2 separate regions of the Triticum aestivum genome follow, and region 1 is linked to region 2. The links are chromatin contacts, called in public Hi-C maps. All regions are on one chromosome and are shown on one strand. Each heading gives the region's core, a stretch centred on a gene start, on an enhancer-like site or on the middle of the called end of the contact. The rest is flanking DNA. Distances are from core to core; before and after follow the strand shown.

Region 1 (3,188 bases), core at 162-2,661, 150 kb after region 2:
TAAGTCAGCGTCGGTTAACTCGGATCGGAGGGAGTATTGCGTGTTACCAAATTGCGCAAAGATATTTGTCATAAATTTACGTAGTGCATTTGTTTTTGTTCTGCATATGCACAACTGCATCTGCTTTGCTTGCTGATATAAGACGAAGAAGAATCGTGATCAAGAACTGGTCTGCTCTGAATATGACATTCCAACCTTCCAGGTTAAGAAACGAGGAACTGCTTCTGATTCAGTCAAGGTCAATGATAATACTTGGAACCGGCTGTTATATGAGGACGGCAAGGCCAACTTTAATACTAGTTGATATCAATTGAAGACTTGCAACAGACTGAATGCTCTGTCTGACCAAACTGCTGTTGGCACGAACATTCAATTGCCCGTTTCGACTGAAATTTCAGGCACCACCGAATTTACTGAAAATCCATTAGTGATTTCGGTCTCAGTTTGGACCGAGGGAGAAAGTTTTCATCAAAATACGAAATCCAACCAAGATTTGGCGCGCAGTTTGGTAAAAAACAATCTGAATTCCGTTTTTTTGAACTCTGAACTGTTTTTGACTGAATTGTAAGCTGATCGAGGTTGGAAGGATAAGCTGGGGCGATCGAGGGTGACTGACCGAAGAGGATGTGGTCGAGGCTGCCGTTGGGGAAGTAGGGGTAGACGAGCATCTTCTGGCCGGCGGCGGCGCAGCAGCCGAGGAGGGAGACGAGGTTGCGGTGCTGCACCTTGAGCAGCAGCCGCACCTCGTTGAGGAACTCCCGCACCCCCTGCCGCGACTCCAGCGACAGCCGCTTCACCGCGATCTCCTGCCCGCCCTCCATCACGCCCTGCACATGCATGGAGATTTCATCAGCGATCGATCCAAGCGCGCTCGCGCCGCAGGGAGACGGCGAGGAGGTTGCTTGCCTTGTAGACGGGGCCGAAGCCGCCGCGGCCGAGCAGGTTGCCGTCGGAGAAGCCGGCGGTGGCGGCCTCCAGCACGGGCAGGTCGATGAAGAGCGTCCACTGGTCCCCCTCCCGCCCCGACGCGCCGGCGCCGTCGCCGTCCCCCGCACCGCCCCCGGCGCTCTTCCTCCGGCGGCCGCAGCACGCCCACGACCACGGCGCGGCGGCCGGCGGCATCTGTGCTCTAGCGAGCTAGCTAGCACAATCAAAGACCAACGCCGCGACGCCGCCGGAGATAACAGAGAAAGCTCCACCCTGCTCGCCCACGCGCCGAACTGGCGAGCAGAAAAGCTCTGCGGCGCGACGTCGAGGCCGCCGGCCGGACCGGGCCACGCGCGTACTAGTAGCGAGGATTAGGAAACGTGACGTGCTCACATACCACTCTCTGTGGCTGCTAGCTAACCGGCGCAGATGGGTTCGGCTGTCGAGCAGCAGCGAGTGACAAGTGTGTCCTAGCTGCTGCGCTCGCTGTGGAATTCAACGTCAACCGCGACGACGGGTCTCCGTCCGGCCGCCGCTGTCGTGTGTGTGTGCGCGGGCGACATGGGCAAGCGCGTGCTTGACTTCGCTCCCACGGTCAAGCGGCGGTTAGCCGTCGTGTCGTGCGGGCGGCCGTCGTGCGGGCGGTTAGCTCCTACACTATTTTCTTTTGTCGAATTGAGGGGCGTGCCCCCGATTCCATTTCACTTTTTTTTCAGGGCAAATACGAGTTTTATTCCATATAAATATAAATAGGGTTACACTCAAGTAGCAAACGTTTTTGAATACATGAAGATCCACGGTGTAGCCATACAACAGTACTCCACTCAGTTCAAATATAGCCAGCCAAACGATTTACTACCCTATTTTGTTAACGACTAATTTTTTGAAAATTAAACTCTCTGTCAAGTATCAAGAATTTAATCCTAGTAACTAAATAATCATACGCTGAGCGATCCAAACAATCACCCATGGAAGGTGCTAGTGCTGTCGATGAATCAGACTGCACAATGATTGGGCCCTCCGAGTATTGCTTTGCCAATGCCATGCCTTGCATCAACGCATGAATCTTGGCCTCTAGAGCATCTTTACAGTTGAATAAAACCCAGTATGCTGCGAAGATAACACTCTCATCCTGTCTCTGTAGGATCATACCTGCGGCCGCCGAACCATGGCCGGCTGAAAAAGCTCCATCCATCGAAAAACATGTTTAAGACAACCAGCAATGCAGCGCACGGGGTAACCACAACTCTGTCGCCTGTTAGAGCATCTCCAACAATAGCCATATAATACGGCACATGCCGTTTCTAAGGCATATAGGAGGTCTATATAAACGGATTTGCTAATTAACATCTACATGAAATTTACTTATATCACATCTAAGTTGTGGATCACACAATCCATTGCTTAAAAAAATTCGTGTTTATTTTGATTCTCCAACGGCAACCCAATAGTAACACTTTTACAATTTTCTTTAGGCAGCCCTAAAAAAGGTTTAGTGTGCGGCAAATATGTGGCAGAGGCGCTGCTGCCGCAAACCCTTTGCGCGCGGTCATTTCCCCTCCGGTGCCTAGCCGGAAACCGACGGATTCGCTGGCCGCCACGCGCCATGGCCGGTGCCTTCGACCCGCCATCGACCCCGAAACTGTCGCTTCCGCTCCCGTGCTCCTCTCCGTGGTCGACGGAGGCCCTGCCACCGCCGCCCATGGTCGCCGTGCTGGATTCATCGCCCGCCGACCGGCGAAAGTCGCCATAATGGACGGCGGCAAGCCGAAGAAGACCCCTGCCGCCGCCAAGCCTCGTGGAGGAGCAGCGAAGCGGCTGCCACACGACCCGTCGGCTTTGGATCTAGCGAAAAAGTTGAAGGCTATGGTGGCGAAGAAGACAGTTGCTGCTGCCGTAGCGGTGTCTATGGCACCGCCAGCACCGCCTCCTCCTTCTGTCGTATCACCGCCAGCGGCCGATGTGGAAGAGTCATTAACACCCACGGTCACTATCACCGCTGCCCACAACGTGCTCGATACTATGTCCCAAAGGATAGAACAAATGTTTCTTTATTTTTCTTTTGATTTTGCTTGTGGTTGATGTATGAAATGATTCACCCATGCGGTCGACGAGGTTGCAGTCAGAGAAGCCGGCTGTGGCAGCCTCCAGCACGGGCAGTTCGATGAACAGTGCACACTGGCCCCCTCCCGCCCCGATGCGCCGGCACCGACGCTTTTCCTCCAGCAGCCGCAACACGCCCCCAACCACGGCGCGGCGGC
Region 2 (3,527 bases), core at 328-2,827:
CCAAGCAACAGCGGCGCATGCCCACGAGTTCTTGGATAGGTGATAGGTGGTACAGCCGGCTGGCCCGCGTGTCGCATTTATGTATTTAGAGATAGATCATGGTATTTACATGTCAGCAAAATTGGTTGTGGGACACCATTATTTCGTGCCTGATATGCAGTTTTTCTTTCAAATAAATATGTGATTTTCTAAATGTAGAGCTTGGTGAGTATATCGACTAGCCAAGCAGGAAGTAACGGACATGTAAATGTGCATCAACTAGGAAAGAGTTGAAACAAACCATTTACCTGGTAAAAAAAATATTACGGTAAAGCTATCTGACGAACGTTCGGTTGGGGTGAGACCCCAGCGAACGCGAACGCCCCCAGAGGTACACGATCTAGATCCAACGGGTGGCAGTTTTCGGCGATTTTTGCACCAAAAAATACACAATTGCTTGGCATATTCTAAAACTCCCACACGATACGCCGACCTTCCAAAATTAAGGTGCAATATTGCGAGGAATTAGGATGGCATTTTCTTCTGGAACACGCATCTAAACATGTGGCACGCATCCTGAAGAAGTCAAGGCGTGCTTGCTCCTAGCGAGATTCAGTTGAGCCTAAAATAGTCTGACAGTCCAAGCGCACACGTCGTATACTCTTATAGATAAGAAATATGTGCAGAGGTGCAACGGAACTGGACTTATCTACGGGGTGGTGACAGGGGGCGCAACAGCACTGCGCACGCGGTGGCGGTTGGGACGCACGGAGACGCACGCACCTGGATGCCGGCGAAGCCGAAGAGCGCGCGGAAGTCGGTGACGGCGATGGCCATCTCCGGCTTGTGGTTGGCGTCCCGGTACGTGGCCGGCCGCATGGCGTGCAGCAGCTCCGCCAGCCCCTTGTCCGGGTGCGCCTGGATCGACAGCGGCTTCGCCACCGCCAGCACCTGCACGCGGGAAAATCGCACGACGGTGACAGAGTCAGCTTCGCGAGCACGTCATGGTTGAGGAGCAGAACTGCAGAGCAGAGGAAGGAGGCGGCGGGCACCTTGAAGAGGAACGGGAGGTCGCCGGCCCAGCGCGCGGCGACGGCGGGGCCGAGCGCGGCCGGGTTACGCGCGAGCCAGGTGCCGAGGGGCTCGCCGCCGGGGAGCACGGCGGAGGGCGCGGCCGGGTGCGTGCCCATCCAGAGCTCCGCGTAGGGGCGGGCCTCGTCGATTTCGGCGGCGGAGTCCGCGGCTGAGAGGCGCGCGACGAGGGAGGCGGCGCCGCGCCGGCCCCACTCGTACTGCTGCACGCCGCAGCGCAGCCGCAGCGGCGGCGGCAGCTCCGGCGCGGCGGGCTCGGGCGGCGCACGGTCGTCCGGCGCGGAGGCCTCGGGCAGCGCCGGCGGGGAGGGCGCGGGCGCGGTGGAGGGAGCGCCCATTCTTTCTCTCTCGGGGGTGAGGGAGCAGGGCGGGGAGCAGTTCGTCTGGGCGTGGCGTGGTGCGGGCGGGTGTTTTCTCGGGAGATCGGTGCGGGAACGGGGCGCGGAGGAGGAATTTTAAGGGGAGGGAAGAAGATCGGCGCGGCGTGGCGTGGCGAGCGAACCGGCCGCGTCGGTCGCATGGGTACCCGGGGCGCCACGCGTTGGAGTTGCCGCGCCGCTTCCACGTAGTGATGTATGCCGGTTTGGCTCGTTGGAAGGCGTTGGATCAGAGATGGAGTACGTATTTATTACCCCTAATTGCGACCCAAATTTGACAAAACCAAATCAGATTAACTGTGTGTTTTCGTAGGATCCGGTTTGCCTGCTCCCTCCCCGTGCTTCCATGCGTTCTCCCACGTCATCCTACAGTTTTTTAATGGGTCCCGATAACTGCCACACGTGTGGTGTATCGGATAGTTGTGCCACACGCCTCGTGTGGCATGGACAGCAACCAGCCCACACACCTACGTGTGGGCAAAACAACTAATGCCCACACATGTCTTTTTTTCCCTCCTGAACCCTCTCACACGCGTGCGTGTGGGCGAAATTGATAACGCCCACACGCCCGTGTGTCAGGCCTCGTACCCTTCTGGTCCCGCACGTGACGCGTGACGCTCACCGCGCGCCCGCAGTTGTCATGGTCCAGACCCTCGTCCATGTTCGTTTATCTGCAGTTGCCATGTCGCTGAACTACGGTTGCCATGTCGGACAACTGCAGTTGCCATGGTTGCTCAACTGCAGTTGCCATGTATGGTCTGATCTAATGTAGTTGCCATGATTTCATAACTTTAGGAGTTGCCACATATTAACACTAGGCAGTTGAGAGAGTTACCATGTGCTCACAAGCATGCTAGGGCAGTTGCCATGTAAAATGGAAGAGTTGCCATCTGCTTACGTGCACGTTAGGGCAGTTGCAATGTATGTGCACGTTGGGGCAGTTGCCATGTACCATGCAAAAACACATGGCAACTCGGTAAAAGACAGTTGCCATCTGCTTACGTGCATACTAGGCAGTTGCCATGTACCCTGCAAAAACACATGGCAACTCGGGTAAAAAAAGAAAGTTGTCACCTGCTTATAAAAGCACACTAGAGGCAGTTGCCATGTGCACTGCAAAAACACATGGCAACTAGCAGCTTACGTGTGGGAGAGGAGACGGGCGTGTGGGCGAGATGGCAAATGCCCACACACCAGCCCTTGTGCGTGACTGAAAACTGGTATGTGGGTGAACTGCTAAACGCCCACACACCGGCCCCTCCTTGTGGTAAAATGGATGTGTGGGCGAACTATGTCACACACCACACACACGCCTTGTCCTACGTGGCACAGAAAATCAGTCAGATTGTGTCAAGATTCGTGCATATAGTACTGGACGGTGATGGATGCGTGTGGTCGAGATGGTCAACGCCCACACGTGTGGGCGTTAACATTTCCGTTTTTTTATTTCTAATCTAATCATCTCCTCTTGATTTTAAGGAGATGGGGCCGGGTTTTATTTTGTTTCAATTAAATCAAGCCACGTAGACAGGAGCATGAATGGGCACACGACGGGGAAGTAGACAAATCTCGTCCGTTTTTTAGGGGTGAACGCTGATATATAACACGTCAGTTTCCTTGTTACCAGGTACAGTGGTTTTTATTTTATTCTGGGAAGGTCGTTATGGCTAGAGTATTTAACTTTAGAAGGCATTTACACCGTCCACAAGTCCCTTGAGGATATAGCATGAAGGCTCGTCAAGCCAATTATTACGGCTTTTATATTACTACCTCCGTTTCAGTTTACAAGTCCTACACGTATACCTATGTTGCTAATTTTATCACTCTAATATAAACTATATAACACAAAAATTATACCTTTTGAAAATAGAAACTTTGAAGTTTATGTTGGTATATTTTTTGTAATATATGACTTGTATTAGGTTGGTCAAATTGACAATCTAAGGGTACGCACACGCCTTCTAAATTGAGAGAGAGCTAGTACAATTTTTTTTAGAAAAAGCTAAACTTAGCTAGTAGCTCATGGGCCACGGCATTATCTGCACGCGGTACAATGCTTTCTTAATGTAGAAGTGCATG

What was found. Hi-C and Micro-C count contacts between places; a contact is called where the count stands out from the background.
Region 1: a contact with region 2 is called in a Hi-C map of leaf, with 3 times the contacts expected there. The contact joins the promoter of LOC123057666 here to the promoter of LOC123059962 in region 2. A contact is called at or near these places in 3 of 5 Hi-C or Micro-C datasets (all in leaf).

Annotation. Positions count from the first base shown.
Region 1 is chr3A:24,847,104-24,850,291 of IWGSC CS RefSeq v2.1, forward strand. LOC123057666 (putative receptor-like protein kinase At4g00960) reads right to left here and starts at 1,412. Exons shown (of 5, transcript XM_044480590.1): 1 at 907-1,412; 2 at 617-827. The coding sequence starts at 1,122.
Region 2 is chr3A:24,698,890-24,702,416 of IWGSC CS RefSeq v2.1, forward strand. It overlaps LOC123059962 (mannose-6-phosphate isomerase 1), which reads right to left and starts at 1,578. Exons shown (of 5, transcript XM_044482522.1): 1 at 1,032-1,578; 2 at 763-930. The coding sequence starts at 1,409.